Regions from separate parts of the Sus scrofa genome. Here region 1 is linked to region 2. The links are chromatin contacts, called in public promoter capture Hi-C maps. All regions are on one chromosome and are shown on one strand. Each heading gives the region's core, a stretch centred on a gene start, on an enhancer-like site or on the middle of the called end of the contact. The rest is flanking DNA. Distances are from core to core; before and after follow the strand shown.

Region 1 (3,849 bases), core at 336-2,835, 330 kb after region 2:
AGTCAAATCTCTTTATTTACACAAAAACTCTCTCCTCTCCCCTATCCTTTCACTTTGTAGTCCATAATTTTGTATGTAGAGTCAGAAAGCCTTCACAATAATGTATTGCCACAAGAGACAGGCTCATTGTTGCTAATCAGTAGCTAATAATGACTTATAAAAAAATTTCAATCTCTCAAAACCTTAACCAAGTATGACATTTCAGATGAACTGTACTGGGCTAGACTCTTCATGTATTATGAGTTTTTTACATGCGACATAGATAACAGAACTTTTTTTGCTTTCTCCCCTGCAGTTCTTGTAAATATGCTGTTGCTGCCTCTACCATATGGTTTAAAAAAGTTACTCAGAGCAAACCAATTATTATTCCAATACCACAGAAACTGTTTTTTTGCTCTTTAATGCCTTTTTGTATCCCTCCAAAAGAATGTTCAAAAGGCAGTTTGGCTTGGGAAGACATTCAGTACTTATTCTCTGAATCATGTTAGCAAAACTTTAGAAACACCTTGAAAAAGGCTTACGACATATGTAAGCAAAAGTCCAGAGAAAGGAAGTAGACATTGGCAGAATGTGAGATATTAGAGCTGAAAGTCTGGTCAAAGGTGGATCATACACTGTCAGGTACATTAAAGAAAGTGTGTATGGGGGGGGGGGCGCAAACTATAAAAAAAGATCCACGTTTAGGAGCCAGCAAGGTAACAGGATGTTTCATACCCAGGGGAGAGAGGAGATGGGGTCCCTCTCAACGACCTCCCACCTTCATACTGCTTTTTTAAAGCCATGATCAAACCACAAGGACTCCCATGTCCATCCACTGTTTTCTGCCGGCCTTCCAAACTCGTCTTACCCCACTTCTCTCTTTTCCCACTTTCTATTTTGCCCCTCTATACATCATCTTTTTGTTTTCAATCACTTTAAAGGTAATGTCATTGCAGCTGGGAAAAGTCCATGTCTTCTTCCCTCATTTCCGAGTCCAGGGACTCAGTTCCCTCCTGAGCTCCTTGGAGCTGGGACCTTTCCCCTGAGCTCAGCAGCCCAAGCTGTGAGGATGATCTATTCTGTGAGTCCTCTAGTGGGTTGGCCTCTCCATGACGCCAGTCTGCTCCTCTTCCCCCCACCCCCGCGCCTTATCCCCAAAGAAACCTAAACTCCGTGGCCTCTGAAACTGTCCGTGCTCAGATCCCAAGGTCTCCGCCAGGATCCAATATTTTGTCGACCCAAGTGGGGTCGGCCGGGGAGGACAGTACCTCTTTGCAGGCGTGAAGCTCCAGTCCCGCTCCCTGAGTCACCTGGAAGGCGGTCCCAACCCAGAGCAGCAGCCGCAGAAGCCGGAGTGTGCGCCGCTCAGTTCTTCCCCTGCCTCTGGCAGAGGGATGGAGGCTGTGCCCAGGCTCAGCCATAGTGTTGTTCTGAGCGAGCGGCAGCAGCGGCTCAGGTGCTGCGTCTGTAGCTACTGAAGGCGGAAAAAAAGGGGAGGGAGGTTCACAGGGGGAGGATGCAAGGGGCTGGGCTCGCTTCAGTCACCTCCCTGCGGCTACGCCAAGGCCGCCCATCCTTCCTCCTCCCTCCTTCCTCTTCTCCTCCTATCCACGTCGCCTTGGCAACCGCCTCCTCTTTGCCTCCGCGCGGGTGGGGCAGGGACCACGCGCTCCTCTGCCGCTCACCTGCCGGTCGCCATAGCAGCCGCCGCCGCTGGCGCGCGCGGCGTGAAAATGCACGCGCCCAGGATCTGCAACGGGCCCAACAGGCGCGCACAGGGCTCGTGTAAAGAACGCGGTGGAAACCACCTCCAAACCGTCGCCATCTAATTCATTATTTCGGGCCATCGACTACTTATGAGCATCTCTAATTTTGCAGACGTGGCACTTGATAAATCCTTATTAAGCACTTCTGTGCGAAGTGATAAATGATTGAGATGCCGCCTCTCCTCCAAAGGTTATAGCCTAAAAGAGTGACCCCGGTACCGCAACAGCCACTTCTAGAGATCTTCTTTCTTCTTTCTCTCTCTTTCTTTCCTTCTTTCCTCTCTTGTTTTGCCGCAGCGGCGGCTTGTGGAAGTTCCCGGGCCAGGGAACGAACCTGCGCCACAGAAGCGACCTGGACCCCTGCAGTGACAACGCCAGATCCTTAACCCACTGTGCCACAAGTGCACTCCTGGAGACCTTACTTTTATCCCGTCAAACCTATCCGTGCCTTGACAACAGGCTCTATGTGAAGCCCTGAGGCTCGCGTAGTTAAATAGAGTTAAAGCAAGGAAAGTTTGCTTTAGCTAGCAATTTTCCAAGCACAGCAACTGGATTCTTCTGTCTCTTGACATCCTCATTCTCTCATAGCTTTGAGAAATCCTTTTGTTAGATGCCAGAGAGAAGAACATTTCTGGGGCATCTTTTAGGAATTTTTTCCACAACTGAAATCTTTTGCAGAAGACCCGTACAATGGGACGTCGACGTTTTTCACCGAAGACTCAGGATTGCAAATCCAGCGCTCCTTGGCATACTCTGCGGTGCTTCACGCTGTATTCCTGATAGTTTCTTCCGAGGGGCCTCCCGCGTTGGACCGCCAGGTGGCGCCCTTCTCCGAGGGACTTCACCTCAGTCGCAGGGGGCGGGGCTGTTGCCTGGCAACTGAAATCGGGCGTTCCAAACAATTGGGACCCGCGATTCTCCGCGCGCGAAGGTGTGTGCGGCTGCGCGGGCCTCTCGTCCCTCTAAAGAGCGTCTCGCTCGGCATTTTACCATGCCTCTCACCCGAGACCCTTTCCAGCATTCCACTTTGGATAACGATGATTCCTACTTGGGAAAAATACGGGCTTCCAAGGTACTGAGGTTTCTTGCACATATTCCCCGCAGTGTCGACGGCATTCTTTTTTCTGTCAGCGTGACGGGAAGAGATAGTAACTTAACCGGGCTCTGGTGAGGACGGTGAGTTAGGGACCGGATAAGTCCGCCTTCTGCCTGCCTCCATGTTCCCATGTTCAGGTCTGACAGCGTTTCAGAAGTGCTTTTGAGCAGAGAGAAGTAGAGCTTTAGTCCGGGAACCAGGAGCACTGGCAGCCCCTTGGTATAAGGGGACTTACACAAGCCACGCCCAGGTTCCGCCCAGCCACCCTTTACCCTCTTTGGAAGACTGTTCTCTGAAGAGGTAGGATCTGTGGAGTGGGAAAGAATCCTCTGAAAACCACAGGTCATGCTTTATACATGTCTTCTGATTCATGCTGGAATGTGTATATATAAGTGTGTTTAATGTTGGTGGCCAGTGATTTGGGAATTTAGGTGAATTTTTTTTCCTGGTAGAAGCATTTGAGATGTTTGAAGTGGTGCAAAATACAGATAATAACAAAATCAAAGAACTCCCTTTTGTTTGTTCAACATTTATTATGTACCATATGCCAGGCCCCCTACTAAACACGGAGGATGTATAGATAAATTAGATGTAGCTCCTGTTCCCAGGGAACTCTGGTAGAAAAGCCAGACGGGCAACAGCAACAGCAAAAGTGCTTGCACAGCAGCACATGTGTTGTGACAGTCATATGTAATATGTCGTGGGAGACAGCAACTTTAAAGGAAAGCTTCCAGAGCAGGTGAGTTGTGACATCCAAATATGAGTTAGCTGGACCAGGGGAGCGAAGAGGTGGAATGTGAGTTAGGAAGAAGGAAACAGGAACCAGACATTCAAGGCAAAGGAAGCAGCAGCTGTATAGACATGGAGAGGCAAGTCTCTTAGAGGACAAAGAGTCCAGAGTGGCTGAAGTGTTAGTGTGAAATAGAGGAGCGGAGGGGCGGAAGCTGACTTGACCCTGTTTGGAGTGCGTGTGCTGAGCATACCATGCTGGTGAACTAGGTTTTCGTC
Region 2 (4,032 bases), core at 1,459-3,958:
CTTGATAATTATTAGCTATGGATGATGGGTATATGGGAGTTCATGGTACTATTTTCTCCTCTTTTGTGTATGTTTGAAATTTTTCAAAATTACAAAATAGAGGAGTTCCCATTGTGGCTCAGTGGTCAACAAATCTGACTAGGAACCACGAGGTTGCAGGTTCGATCCTTGGCCTTGCTCAGTGGGTTAAGGATCTGGCGTTGCCATGAGCTGTGGTGTAGGTTGCAGACGCGGCTTGGATCCCGCATTGCTGTGGCTCTGGCGTAGGCAGGGGGCTACAGCTCCGATTCAACCCCTAGCCTGGGAACCTCCCATATGCCGCGGGAGTGGCCCAAGAAATGGCAAAAAGAAAAAAAAAAAAATTAAAAAATAGACATGATTTCAGGCGTTCCCGTCATGGCTCAGTGGAAATCAATCCAACTAGCATCCATGAGGACACAGGTTCGATCTCTGGCCTCGCTCAGTGGGTTAAGGATCTGGCGTTGCTGTGGCTGTGGTGTAGGCCAGCAGCTACAGCTCCAATTCAACCCCTAGCCTGGGAACCACCATATGCCGCAGGTGTGGCCCTAAAAAATAAGTAAATAAATAAAAAATGGATGTGATTTCAGAGATAAAGCCTGTGATAGCCAGGCTCCAAGATGGCCCCCAAAGATCACCTCCTCCTGGTATTCATACCTTTGTGTAGTCTCCTTCCATACTGAATCAGGGTTGGGCCATGTGACTGAAGTGGAGTTAATAGGTGTGACCTCAGAGAGCTAGGTCACTGTGACTTCTGCCTTGTTCTCTCTTGGATCTCTTGCCCTGAAGGAAGTCAGCTACCATGCTGTGAGGAAACTCAATCAGTCTGGTGGAGAGGCCTTTATGGGGAGAAGCCAAGGCCTCTTGCCAACAGCCAGCCAGTCATGTGAGTGAGCCATGTAAGTGAGCCTCTGTGAAAGCAGATTTTCCAGCCCTGGTCAAGCCATCCATTGACTGTAGCTCCATTTAATTGTAACCGCACAAGAGACCTCCAAGCCAGAGTTGCCTGCCAAGCCGCTCCTGAATCTCTGACCAATAGGATCTGTGAAAGACAATTAATGTATACCCTGTATTAAACCACTGCGTTTTGGGGTAATCTGTTATGCTGCAATAGAGAACCAATGCAATGTGATTTCAGGACTTCCCACTCCCTGAATATTCTCCCCACATGGTCAGAGATGCCTGAAATGAACAGGAAAAGAAAGAGCTTTTCACACCGTGCATAGGGCTAACCCGCTAAAACCCCTTGAAGAGATAATACATTCCTGGGAGTTCCCGTCGTCGTGGCTCAGCAGAAACAAATCCAACTCGAATCCGACTCGTATCCATAAGAGGGTGGGTTCAATCCCTGGCCTCGCTCAGTAGGTTAAGGATCAGGTATTGCTGTGAGCTGTGGTGTAGGTCGCAGACTCGGCTTGGATCCTTCATTGCTGTGGCTGTGGCATAGGCCAGCAGCTACAGCTCCAATTTGACCCCTAGCCTGGGAACTTCCATATGCTGCGGATGTGGTCCAAAAAACCAAAAAAAAAAAAAAAAAGAGAGAGAGAGAGATAATACATTCCCTTAAATTCATGGTAAAACCTGTGACAGACATAAATTCTTTCTTTTTAAAACTCTTAGCAGGCTAATGTATTGGGACATTAATTTCAGTCTTGCTCTTGCTGTTGTAAGAGAGTAGAAAGAATAAAAAGGTAATTTCTCCTTCAGAGTCAAATATCCCAAGAATAGCCAAAGTCTTGAATTATAAGGTCTAGGCTCTTCTTACATCCCTCTCTCCCCATGACCAACCCCCAAAACACACACTGGTTAACAGCTTCTTGGTGTCTCAGGGACCGCCCTGAAAAAGACAACCCCCCTCACCTTCCTCTTGCGGAACAGCTAACAGAGGGTCTCGGCTGGAATTGCCTCATAAGGGCAGGGGAAAGAACCGAGACTGGTTTAAGAGGAAGGCAAGTGGCCAGGCCTAAGGAATGAATGATTCTCTCTCCAGGCGTGGAAGGTTTTTGGGGGAGTTTCTAGGGATGAATGGAAACTCGTCCCTGGCTTGTACGCGGTGGGGGAGGGGGGATTGCTTCACAGGGTGTCTGGGGAAGTGAGCGGAAGTGGATCGAGGGCCTAGGCATGCCCCAAAGATTCCCCCCCCCTTACCCTCCTCCTGCCTATCCAGTTTGTGGGCTGTGAAGCTGGCCCCTTTCGGTGGTACTCCAAGGGTGGTGGAATGGTAACCTCAAGATTGAGGGGGGAAAAAAAAAAAGGCCCTTCTCCAAACCTTTTTACCAAATTTTGAGACTTGACAACCCTAGAGAGAGGGGAGGGGGAACCTCAGAACGTGACGGATGAATTTCCCGCCAACCTTGACAGCCGGGAGCTGAGCCAGATTTCTCTAATTTGTAAAATTAGAAGACGAGTGACGCGTCTTGGCCCGGAGTCAGTTGCAGCGAAATTCACTTCAGCAAGACCTACTTTTCCCGAGAGCGGCTTTGGAAGGTAGAAGGGCGGGGGTGACGGGACTGGAAGAAGTAATAAGGGAACGAAGGGGCCAGCGTCCCCCTCGCGTCGGTTTGGTCTGCCAGGTCCCGACCCCCTCGCTCGGAAAAGGAAGGACCCGCGCGCGACCGCCCGCCAGGCTCCGACACAAACACACGCACGTGCGCCCCGCCCCCGCCGCGCGCACGCGCCGCAAGGCTCCGGCGGCGGCGGCGGCGGCGGCGGGCGCGCGCGCGCGCGGTGCTCGCTGCCCCCACGCCGCTCCCTGCGCTGAGATCGCGGTGCCTGCAGGTCCCCGCACCCTTGCACGCCCGCCCCGCGGACCCGGAGCCAGCGGCCGTGGTCTGGCGGCTCTCACGGCTCAGCGGTCGAGGCGGTGGCGCGGGGAGAGCGGAGCGGAGCCCGGCAAGTCCCTGGGAGGCGATGGTGCCAGGCGCGGGCCCCTGCGTAAAGCGGGCGCCGCGGCAGGCCGGCCGGTGAGGCGCCGCCGGGGGAGGCCGCGAAGGAGCTCCCGGACCCGCCATGGGCTGAGACACGTCCTCGCCGAGCAGGTGCAGTGACCCAAGCCCCCCGGGGGAGCCCGCCCCCACAGGCCCCTCGCAGGGCCCTCAACCCTATTGGGATTCTCCCTATCCGGTCTGTGCCCTGTCGACCTTCCGTCAGCTCCTCCCCAAAGGCCCTGCTGACCCCGCCTCCAGACGCGGGCCCTGCCACCTCTGTGACCCTGACACCCCGGGATACCCCATCCCCCACTGCTGCGACCCCAGCCCAGTAGGCCCTTGTGCCTACCTCCTCCTCGGCTCCAGTGTTTTGAGCCCACTGCCTGCACGGTGCCGGTGAACTACCCAGCATCTCATCCCTTCTCTTCTAGCCCAGCGGGGGTGGGGCAGGGGGAGGAGAGGGGAAGGAGGGAGAGGCCAGGGGCCCAGGTGACCACAAACCCATCCTGTCGCTCTTAAGCCTGTCGTGAAAATGACCCTTCCTTACCCACCAGAACATGCCCGGGTGACTTCCTCCCGGACCTTCCTTGTGGCCTTCCTCACCCTCCCCCGTGACACTATGCAACCCCAGCGTGACCTGCGAGGCCTCTGGCTCCTGCTGCTGTCCTTGTACCTGCTCCTCTTTGAGGTGGCCAGAGCTGGCCGGCCCGTGGTTAGCTGTCCTGCCGCCTGCCTGTGCGCCAGCAACATCCTCAGCTGCTCCAAGCAGCAGCTGCCCAGCGTGCCCCACTCGTTGCCCAGCTACACGGCGCTGCTGGACCTCAGCCACAACAACCTGAGCCGCCTGCGGGCTGAGTGGACCCCCACACGCCTGACCCACCTGCACTCCCTGCTGCTGAGCCACAACCACCTGAACTTCATCTCTTCTGAGGCCTTTTCCCCGGTGCCCAACCTGCGCTACCTGGACCTCTCCTCCAACCAGCTGCGTACGCTGGACGAGTTCCTGTTCAGTGAACTGCAGGCGCTGGAGGTGCTGCTGCTCTACAATAACCACATCATGGCAGTGGACCGCTGCGCCTTCGACGAC

The links. Promoter capture Hi-C pulls out the DNA fragments that hold promoters and counts their contacts.
Region 1: a contact with region 2 is called in a promoter capture Hi-C map of fetal liver, with 2.9 times the contacts expected there. The contact joins the promoter of KIAA1324 here to the promoter of AMIGO1 in region 2. A contact is called at or near these places in 1 of 5 promoter capture datasets (fetal liver) and 1 of 47 Hi-C or Micro-C datasets (embryonic fibroblasts).

Annotation. Positions count from the first base shown.
Region 1 is chr4:110,952,507-110,956,355 of Sscrofa11.1, forward strand. It overlaps KIAA1324 (UPF0577 protein KIAA1324 homolog), which reads right to left and starts at 1,586. Exons shown (of 22, transcript XM_013997295.2): 1 at 1,248-1,586. The coding sequence starts at 1,400. C4H1orf194 reads left to right here and starts at 1,684. Exons shown (of 4, transcript XM_021090091.1): 1 at 1,684-2,817. The coding sequence starts at 2,737.
Region 2 is chr4:110,617,721-110,621,752 of Sscrofa11.1, forward strand. AMIGO1 (amphoterin-induced protein 1) reads left to right here and starts at 2,709. Exons shown (of 2, transcript XM_005663589.3): 1 at 2,709-3,056; 2 at 3,500-4,032. The coding sequence starts at 3,565.